Linked DNA regions of Mus musculus: regions 2 and 3 are each linked to region 1. Evidence: chromatin contacts called from public promoter capture Hi-C data. All regions are on one chromosome and are shown on one strand. Each heading gives the region's core, a stretch centred on a gene start, on an enhancer-like site or on the middle of the called end of the contact. The rest is flanking DNA. Distances are from core to core; before and after follow the strand shown.

Region 1 (3,308 bases), core at 484-2,983:
TACTAAACACCTCACCATTTAGAGTCAGGAGCTGAGGGCTTAGAATGCAGCACAGAGCGCTTGCTTAGCATGCATGAGCCCTGGGCTCTCTTGTTAGCAGTGGACACACCAGGCATATGCCAGATCCCAACACTAAGGAAAGGAAGATTGGGAGTCCAAGGTCAACCTCAGCTACACAGTAAGTTTGAGTCTATCCTGGTCCATATGAGACCCTGTCTTGAAAAAAGAAAACAAGAGTTGACTTTACAGTCATGAAATCAATGAACAACAAAAATATCTGATAATTAAAAAAAAAACAATGTGTCAACTCTGTTTCCTTTTCCTTTTTCATTTTCAAGACATGGTTTCTGTGTCCTAGAATTTGCTCTGTAGACCAGGCTGGCCTTGAACTAGTAGAGATCTGCCTGCTTCTACTCCCTGAGTGCTGGGATCAAAGGCATGTGACATCAAGTGCAATTTACATGTTTTTTTGTTTTTTTGTTTTTTGTTTTTGTTTTTTCGAGACAGGGTTTCTCTGTATAGCCCTGGCTGTCCTGGAACTCACTTTGTAGACCAGGCTGGCCTTGAACTCAGAAATCCGCCTGCCTCTGCCTCCCGGGTGCTGGGATTAAAGGCGTGTGCCACCATGCCCGGCCCAACTCTTGTTTTTAATGTCTCACTATGTTTCTAAGACTGGCCTGGAATTTATAGTGCAGCCCAGGTATGGTAACACAAGCCTATAATCTCCAGCCTTGGAACAAAAATAATGGTGAGTTTTAGGATATCCTGGATATTTAAGATAGATGTAAGTAATTTAATCATTTATAATTTATGTAAATACCTATATACATTTACATAATTTTTATATAATTTATGTATTATTTATCCATCTATCTATTTACTTATCTGATACTGAGGATTGAACCAAGAGCCTCATGCAGCCCTTGTTTTTTATTGTTTGCTTTGGTTTTTGTTTTAAACAGTTCGTGTCTTCAACCTCTCTCTCTCTCTCTCTCTCTCAGTGGTGTGTGTGTGTATGTGTGTGTGGTGTCAGTGTGTTGTAATTGTGTGAGTGGTATGTGTGTGTGTATGTATGCATGTATCTTTGTGTTCGGAGTGTGTGTGTCAGTGTGTGTGTGTGTGTATGTGTTTGGTACGGGATCTCACTACCTCCTTGAATTGTTGATACTACTGAGTGCTGGGATTGATTGCAGGTGTACCCCAATTGCTTTCTTTCCCTCCAGAGCGGGGGACATGAGACAGATTTTGCTGGGACTCTTCGGATCAATTCCTAATCAAACAGCAAACCTTAGAGGACATCTTTTCCAATAACGACCTTTTTTTTTTTTTTTATAAAAGTACTGAACAACAGGGTGAAATTAATATTAGCCATAACCTATTCCAATATTCCTAATCCATTACATTTAAACATGTCGTCAATTCTTCCCACTATGTCTTTGCCTTCTGGAGTGTCCTTGACACAGCTTGTCAGGGCCAGGTCATTTTAAACACTCCAGAGCCGTGTGTGTCCAGGGCTACTGTGTTGGTAGGATTGTGAGGGTGCACGAGGAATTAGAAGTCTCTGGGTGTTACTCAAAGGAATCTTAGGTCATCAGCTCCCAGGGTGCTCCCCACCGCCCTCCATCAGGACCTGCCCAGCCCTGGGCTTAGAGCGCCCCCGAGCCCTCCGGCAGGGGCGGGGTTTCAGAGCCGGGTCCCGCCTCCCGCCCGTTGGGCCGCCTCCTCCGCCACCGCTGCGCCGCCACCGGGAGCCGGGCCGCGAGCCGGGCCGGGCCGCCATCATGCTGAGCCGGCTCGGGGCACTGCTGCAGGAGGCCGTGGGGGCGGTGAGGCCGGGCCCTGGTCGGACCGGAGGGGCGGGCGCGGGCAGGGGGGCGGGCGGGTGAGGTGCGGGCCCCTTGGGCAGGGCCCCTCCCCTGGCCCCGACGCCGCTTCCGGGCTTCGTCTTCGGGTACAGTCCCGCGTCGCGGCCGCCAGGAGCGCCTAGCTCCGGGGTTCTCTCCAGACCGACCGGCTCCCTCGATCTTGCGCCTCGCTCTTCTGATCCTAAGCCCGACTCTCGTGATCCTGAGCCATGCTCCCTTGATCCTGAGTCCCGATCCCTCGATCCGGCCTCCGCACTGCTTCCTGTTGTGCTTCCTGTGTCCCACTCCCTGACCTGCGACTCGGTCCCCCGAGCCTGCGCTCCGCTCGGCTTCTTTAACGTTCCCTGTGCCTCGAGAGCTTCCGCTAGCTTTGTAACTCTTCTCTCCCCAAAGGTTCCCTTGTCACCAGCCCTTTCTCCCAGATCTGCCCCCACGCCTCCTCCTCCGCCCGGCAGCCTTCCTTTCTCGTTCCTGACGTTCCTCCATTCCTCCTCACCTGGGATTGACAACAGCCTTCCCCTTCCTCTCTTAGCTGCCAGACAACTACTGGGAGCAGGGGTTCCCGCACTGAGTTCCCTCTTAGCATGGGAGTTGCAGCCCTGAGTGACATAAGTCCCAGGAAGAAGGTGATAGAGACCTTTGCAGGGGTGGGTGGTCGCGAGAACCCGGAAGTAGCCCTCTGCAGGCTTATCTCAAGCCACTGAGCCAGCTGACCTTGAGTTAGGGACTTCAGCCTGCCGGAGGGGCTTTGAATGGAAGAGTTGTTTCCATGCAAAGCTAGCTTGCTTGCGCTCTCTCTTTTACCTTCTCTCTCTCCTCTCTCTCCTCTCTCTCTCTCTCTCTCTCTCTCTCTCTCTCAGTTTGTGTTTAGGCCCCTTTTTTCTGGAAGTGCATGTCCCTGGTCACTTCATTCAGCAGCCTTGCAAGAAGCTATTTGAAAAGTTAATTATTTTTTTCTCATTGTATAAGAACACTGTCTAATTGATGGGTTTAGTCTATCAAATTGTGTCCTGAGAAACAATCTTAGGTCTGACGCCCCCCCCCCCCCCCCAGTCAGAACCTTCATTGTTTTTGGTGTTTGGTGTTTGTTTGTTTGAGACAGGTTGTCTCTATGTAGCCCTGTATTCTTTAACTCCCTCTGTAGACCAGGCTGGCCTCGAACTCAGAGATCCACCCGCCTCTGCCTCCCGAGTGCTGGGATGAAATCACCATGCTAGGCTGCTATTGTTCATATCAATTGGCTCAGCCTTAGGAGAACTGGTTAAAGGAGAGGGAGGCACTTCTGTAACCTCCCCTCCCCCCACTGTCCAGCTCTGCTGTGAGGAACAGGGCCTAGGGTACCCCCAAGAGGGAGTTTCCAAAATGACCTTTTCACCTTTTCTTCTCCTTCCTGTCCCAAATAAAAACAAGTGTCATCTTAGAAAGCAATCTGATACACTAATT
Region 2 (3,188 bases), core at 297-2,796, 2.4 Mb before region 1:
CCTTTCTAATTCGTTGAAGAATTGAGTTGGAATTTTGATAGGGATTGCATTGAATCTGTAGATTGCTTTTGGCAAGATAGCCATCTTTACTATATTGATCTTGCCAATCCATGAGCATTGGAGATCTTTCCATCTTCTGAGATCTTTAATTTCCTTCTTCAGAGACTTGAAGTTCTTATCATACAGATCTTTCACTTCCTTAGTTAGAGTCACACCAAGGTATTTTATGTTATTTGTGACTATTGTGAAGGGTGTTGTTTCCCTAATTTCTTTCTCAGCCTGTTTATCCTTTTTGTAGAGAAAGGCCATTGATTGGAAAAAAAGAAACCCAAACAACTAGACTGTTATAATTGCTAAGTAGTGTGTTGTTTTGCAATTATGAAGTTTGAGAATTTTAGGTTAATTGTTCTGTTTCAAAATCATATTGAGTATTTGGGGTCATTTTGATGCAGTATAGATTTTAAAATGGATTTCGCTGAGGATAAGTTATACATAGGCAAGAGAAGAAGAAACAAAGACGGCAGAAATCTTTAGGAAAAACTTGCACCTGGAAAAATTAATAGGAAATGAGCAATCTGAAAAGGGGGTGTAATAGGTATTAGTCTGTTGCTATAGTAAAATATCAGGAACAATGGCAACACAAGGAAAGAATTTATTGGGATTTAAATTTCAGACAGTCCATATGACCTGGGAGGCATGGTGGTGAGTGCCCAGGGAAGGAAGCTGAGAGATCACATCTGTATCTGCAAATGTGAACCAGAGAGAGCAGTATGAGAACTGGACTGAGGGGATAAATGCTCACAGGCCACTTCCGGTGGTGCCACATCCCCTCCTGTGAGGCTGCACCACCTCCCTGAATAACACCACTGACTGGAGACCCAGCGTTCAAGCACCTGAACCCGTGGGAGAGATTTGTCACTCAGTCTCAGGAGGCAAAGGAGAACGAACCATTCTGAAAGTTGGAAAAAAGAGCGAGGCAGATTGAGAACAAGTCTCCACAATTAGCTATTCAAACAAGAGAGAAAGGAAGAGGAAAACGGAGAAAGAACACATTACATGAACCTTGAGACCATCGGTGACCTTTGCAGAGACTTTTCAGTGGAGTAAGTGAGAATGTGAGAGCATCAGAGAGTGGTGAGAGTGCTCTAAAGCAGGCTACAGAGCGCTGCACTGATGGGTTGGGCATGGGAACAGAAGCCCTTTTGGAGAAATAACAGCCACTTAACCTCCCCCTCCCCCCAGCTCCCTGCCCATCACATCCTGCAAAAGATCCCGATGGAAAGGGGGGGGGGGGGAAGGAAAGAAAGAAAAGAAAGAAAAGAAAAACCCCAGCAAAAACCAATCATTAGCGGCAGGGCAATTCTAGGGTGACTTGAAAGAGGTTGACAGTCACAAACTGGAAATTCTCTGACTTCTGAAGAAAGAACTCAAGCACCCACACCCATGACAGTGCCACAAAGCTGAGGTCCTGCTGACCCAAGTGACTTCTCGCCTTGCTATTGGCTGACACTGTTCATAAAACAGTGTTTGTTTCACTTTTGTTTTAAATAAACAAGCTGCATTCTATGGGGCGAGAAGCCTGGAGTCAGAGCAGACGCCAGGGCGACCGAAGGCAGAGGCACAGGTAGGTTTCCCTTTGTGTTCATTTGTTACTGAGAACTGTGCTTTGAGGATGAGTACAGGAATGGCATGTGGAAAGTAAGCTTAATTTGTTCAACTATCAGTGTTTGTTCTACCATCTTATGTGGTAAACTGGAAAAAGTACAAAAATATTGTAGACTGTAGAAAATACCACCACAAGGCTTGATTGTCAGTTGGGGTATTTCCTTCCTTTTTGAGGTGCATATAATTTTTAGCTTTCTCTCATAGTTGTATATATAAAATAAGAGCAGATATTATTTTTTTCCTTTAAAGCGTGCACTTTATCCACACTACCACGAATTCTATAAAATTGTAATTGTAAATTGCTATATGAGGCACTTCTTTTAGCATATAGATTTTACCATTTAGATTCTTTCCTATTTTGCATAGATTCGGTCATTTTATTCTGTAAGACCTTTTTCTACTCCGAAGCTTTGCTTTTGGAAGAGAGAAGAGTCCATCTGAGAAGGCATACTTCAGTGATTTGGTTCAGAGGTACACTGGGGAATTCACATGTGTGGAGGGCTGTGTGCTTGGAACCCATTCATTTGGGAACATCCATTGGCGATTTTTAGCTTGGGCTGCACCTCAGTCAGAAACACTTCATCTTAGGAGATTAGAAAACAACCCCTCAAAAACGGATTTTCTGGTATTGGCCAGTCTTTAATGTGTTTTTGTCTACTATTAATTCCCAGGTGATGTTAATGAATAGTCAGTTAAAAAAGTTAAATAAGCTGTTTGAATACTTTCTAGTCTTTTACATGTACCTGAGAGTAATATGAATGAAGAAATAAGAAGATGCAATCAAAGGCAAGTCTTTTTTTTTAACTCTGTAAATAGCTTATAGAGCTAATTTATGGGGCATATAAGAATTTTAGAAGTCTTTGTCATCTACCTTAACCACTTCAACCCTTGAGATGCGACCATACTCGGAAGCTTCAGTTCACTAATGCTTGAAGTAAGTAGATTTGTTTCCATGGCTTGGGAAGGTAGGAACTAGAGAAGCAGAGACTCTAGAAGGTTCTAAATATGTTACCATTAAGCTCACTGTGTGCTAGTACCTGTCAAGGCTGTCATATTTCTTTGGTTTCACAACCTTGTAAGGTCATTCAAGAGATGTGTGCCAAGTTACAAACATACCACAGGTATAGAAGATGGCTAAGACTGGATCTAATGTCTCACCCTGCTTTTCAAGAGAAATTGTTTTCACTGGATCCTTATCCCTCTAAGGAAAATATGGACTGAATTTATATAAGAGCTGTGTTCTGCTTTCTCCCCTAAGAAAGGATAGACAGATAAAGGGTAACTAATTAACCCAGGCTGAATCAGTCTTTCCTGAGCTTCCTACAGGAACATACTTGAACTTAATTTGATCAACAGCATGCCAGATGAATTTCTTCTTGTTTTCATTCCATGGAGAATAGTACCTCTTTAGCATCTTTGATACAAATAAGAATTTTTGTAGTATATTTGTATATAGAGACATGTATATATAATATATTTCTCATTTTGTAGATGGCAAAAACAAAGCCCTGGGGTCACAGGGT
Region 3 (3,578 bases), core at 959-3,458, 2.7 Mb before region 1:
GCCATCCCACCCAACAGCCCCACACACGCTGCAGACCACCTGAAGACCTCGAGAGTCTGAGGAAGGAGGTGTCCAATAGCCAGGTGGCAAACTACCAGAAACACAAACACTTTAAATGCCTTTTCAAATTCCTTCCCTGCCTCCATTTCTCCTTCACCACCAAATCCCCTCCGCACACACCCCCTCTCCTGGGCTACATTCCCAGCGCTGCCCCATTTATTTATTTATTTTTTGAAACAGGTTTTTACATTCATGATCAAGAATTGAAAAAAAAAAACTCATTTGCAATCGTATTGATGAACTAGGTTCAAATAAAACAAGTCATATCTACACATGCAGAGCTAATGTAAGTCCCCAGCCTTTCCTTGGCTGTCCTGTGTTCTCATGTGGCCAATGCCTTATTAGATTCTAAGGCTGTAATGATGTCTCTCTCTGTCTCTGCCTCTGCCTCTCTCTCTTTGTCCCTGAGTATTGGAATCACTGTTCCTCACATGCTAGGTAAGCATTTTACTATTAAGTTATATCCCAGACTTTTCACTTTTTATTATAAAACAGAGTCTTACTAAGTTGCCCGGGTTGGAGTTCAACTCACTCTATAGCCAAAGCCTGTCTTAAACTTGGGATTTTCTTGCCTTAGGCTCTGAGCATTATGGGCCTGAGCTACCAGGTCAGGCTCAACTTTGATCTGTGTGTTGAAAGGGGCTTATGGGGGAAACATGTTACAATGACTTCTGACACAAATAGCTGACCATCAGCTGATTTGAGGTCAGTACCAGCAGAGATGACCGGTCACCAGCTCTGTTACGCGTCTGAGGACCCAAGTTCCTTTGCCATTCTGTCTCAAACTTAAGAGTAGCTTGCCACAAATACCAAGGTGGCATCAATTGGCCAAGTGTCACATTCTCTGATAATTATGAGGCAGGACTGTATCATTTCTGTATATTATTTGATCAGGCTCCCACAGTCTATCTTTTATCTTCACCAAACCTAGACTGTATGTAGCCTGAGCTCTTGCCTAAATCTGGGACAAAGTGAACTCAAGTGCTATTTTAATTCCATTCATTCTCCGTGGCTGCATCAGGGCCTGGGGCTCTACCTCCTGACAAACATTTGGTCTCTAGAAGGCTTCTGAAGTTAGGCAAGTCTGAAAATTGAAGGAGGCCCATGTATCCTTCACTCATCTGACATCAAGGCAGAAAATAAGCCCAGGCTTGCAACCTACCCAATTAAGTTCTCGATTCCTCAGTCCTTGCTCAGCTGTTCCAAGATAGTTTACACCAGAACAACAACTGTATTTTATTCACAGCACTTCAATTAGTGAGTTGTATGAATAAGGACTGACAAAGGGAGAAAATTATGTTGACTGACAGGTAAAACGTAACTAGAAAAGCTACCATTGCTGAGCCAGCTTTTGGTGGCGGTAGGTAGTTCTAGTATAAAGTATGCTCTTTTCCGGTGTCTGTGCGTCGGCGACATGGTCAGACAAATATTACTTGGGTTCGAGTCCTCTGCCAGGGACCTGCTATGTGACGCGGGCAAATTGGCTCCCCGAACTCCCCACTTCCAACCCGCAAAAGTGGAATGCCGACCTTCCCAGTTTGACCGGCTGTCTCGGAGAAACCATTATGAAAGGAGGCCGGATCGTGCGCATGAACACGGCCAACTGGTTTTCTGCTTTCGTCTCAAACGCGTTTGTAAGCGATTTTTCAAAGTCGGGTCCGCCTGGCAAACTGGTTTTCAAAAGCTACTTTCCCGCTAAGATCTGTCCCGCTCGGACCGCGCCTCCTGTTTCCCCATCAAAAGACTATAGTCTGTGCGTGCATCGCCCATCTTCCCTTGTCTCCAGAAGGCCACCAATGGCCCCACCCTGGACCGCCCACCCGGGCCGAGCCCACCTCCCACTGGCCCGGCACGTTTGTTTTTGTTTTGCCGGCCGCGCGGGCCGGGCGAGGGGCGCGCCCTGTCCAGCGTTCTCCCAGAGGCCGCGGCTCCTCGCAGCGGGCCGGCCCCGCCTCGGCTGGCGCCGCCCACGGGGACGACGCGGGCGGAGACAGGCCCGGGCAGGCGCGGCTTCCCCGCGGCTTCCCGCCCGCGCCCTCGCCCTCGCCCTCGCCCTTGCCCGCCGCCGCCGCCACCGCCGCCCCGGTTCCCCACTGACGCCCGCGGCCCGCGAGCCTCGCGGACGTGACGCCGCGGGCGGAAGTGACGTTTTCCCGCGGTTGGCCCGGGCGCTCGGTTGCCGGGCGCGTCCGGTTTTCCTCGGGGGACGTTCCCATTATTTTTGTAACGGGAGTCGGGTGAGGACGGGGCGTGCCCGGCGTGCGCGCGCGCCCGCCCGCCTCCCCGCGCGCCTCCCTCGGCTGCTCGCGCCGGCCCGCGCTGCGCGTCATGCCGCCCAAAGCCCCGCGCAGAGCCGCGGCCGCCGAGCCCCCGCCACCGCCGCCGCCGCCGCCTCGGGAGGACGACCCCGCGCAGGACAGCGGCCCCGAAGAGCTGCCCCTGGCCAGGTGAGGAGCGCGGCCGCCGCGGGCCGGAGAGAAGGGAAGGGAAGGGAGCGGGGACGCCGGGTGCATCCCGGCGGGGACGCCGGGCGGGCGCATCTCGGCGGGGCCGGGCTGGCGGTAGGAGCGGCGCCCCGGGTCTCCGGGGTCCCCTTGGTCCCCCATCTCTGCGGGGGTGGCGGCGGCGCGCTGACACGGTCCCGGGCTCGCGGGCGACGGGGAGGGCATCCCGAAGGGGTCTGGGCTGCGGCTTGACAGGTGTCGGGCGGGTGGGGCTCCTGCTCCCGAGCGAAGTGACAGGTGCAGGCTCTACTCCAGCGACGCCCAGGCGCGGAGCCGGCGGGTCCCGGAGAGCCCCGGTCAGATGCAAAAACAATTGAAATAAATATTTAAAAAAAGAAAAAAAAAACTCGACCGGTGTTTGTTTTCTTTCTTCCTCCCTTTTTTCTCCGTGGAGATCCGAAGCACCCCCGGGGTGGGTTGACTTTCTCTTTTGCAGTCGTCCTGCGATGCAACAGTTGGGAGCCTTGCCCTCTCTGAGCTTGCGCTGCATCGGCAGCTTGGTCCTGGGAGAGGCCAAGAAAAGCCTTGTAGGCAAAGCGCAGGGTCGTGGGTGTCAATTGCTCACGGGGTCCTCAGCTCCCGGGCTTTGTGGGGGTTTCTTTAGAACAATGCTTTGAGGCCCGGGGGGATTTAAAGCCATCTGTGGAGACTGATGGAGCAGAACTCTTAGAAGAACTGGTATGTGGGCAAAAGTTTCAGGAGACATTTAAATGCAAGGGCTTGGAAGTTTCTAAACTTTGTTCCCCTTTTTTTTCAGGGTAGAACTCTTCTTGCGTGCTGATTGGCCCGCAGCATGCTTCATTATTTCTTGCCTTTTGCCTTTGAGCATTCACGGATTCTGGTGCCTCCCCCTCCCTTTTTTCTTTTTTGGTCTTGTGTTTGGTACTGTGTTCTCTCAAAGAACTTTTCTCTCCATTTATTAAGTGGAATCTAAACTTAAGTTCATGTGGATCCAATAAGAACAACAGAGAGATATTTATTGTATTTCAACATTTTTTTTCTTGACTGTGCTAC

The links. Promoter capture Hi-C pulls out the DNA fragments that hold promoters and counts their contacts.
Region 2: a contact with region 1 is called in a promoter capture Hi-C map of pre-B cells. The contact joins the promoter of Cysltr2 here to the promoter of Fam160b2 in region 1. A contact is called at or near these places in 2 of 39 promoter capture datasets (liver and pre-B cells).
Region 3: a promoter capture Hi-C map of pre-B cells shows a contact between it and region 1, with 10 times the contacts expected there. The contact joins the promoter of Rb1 here to the promoter of Fam160b2 in region 1. A contact is called at or near these places in 1 of 39 promoter capture datasets (pre-B cells), 1 of 484 Hi-C or Micro-C datasets (B cells), 3 of 115 datasets of contacts at active chromatin or transcription factors (astrocytes, embryonic forebrain and large pre-B cells) and 1 of 9 other capture datasets (adipose tissue).

The regions. Positions count from the first base shown.
Region 1 is chr14:70,598,260-70,601,567 of GRCm38.p6, reverse strand. Fam160b2 (family with sequence similarity 160, member B2) reads left to right here and starts at 1,733. Exons shown (of 17, transcript NM_194345.1): 1 at 1,733-1,826. The coding sequence starts at 1,782.
Region 2 is chr14:73,047,472-73,050,659 of GRCm38.p6, reverse strand. Cysltr2 (cysteinyl leukotriene receptor 2) reads left to right here and starts at 1,546. Exons shown (of 5, transcript NM_001162412.1): 1 at 1,546-1,624; 2 at 2,032-2,136.
Region 3 is chr14:73,324,452-73,328,029 of GRCm38.p6, reverse strand. Rb1 (RB transcriptional corepressor 1) reads left to right here and starts at 2,208. Exons shown (of 27, transcript NM_009029.3): 1 at 2,208-2,507. The coding sequence starts at 2,389.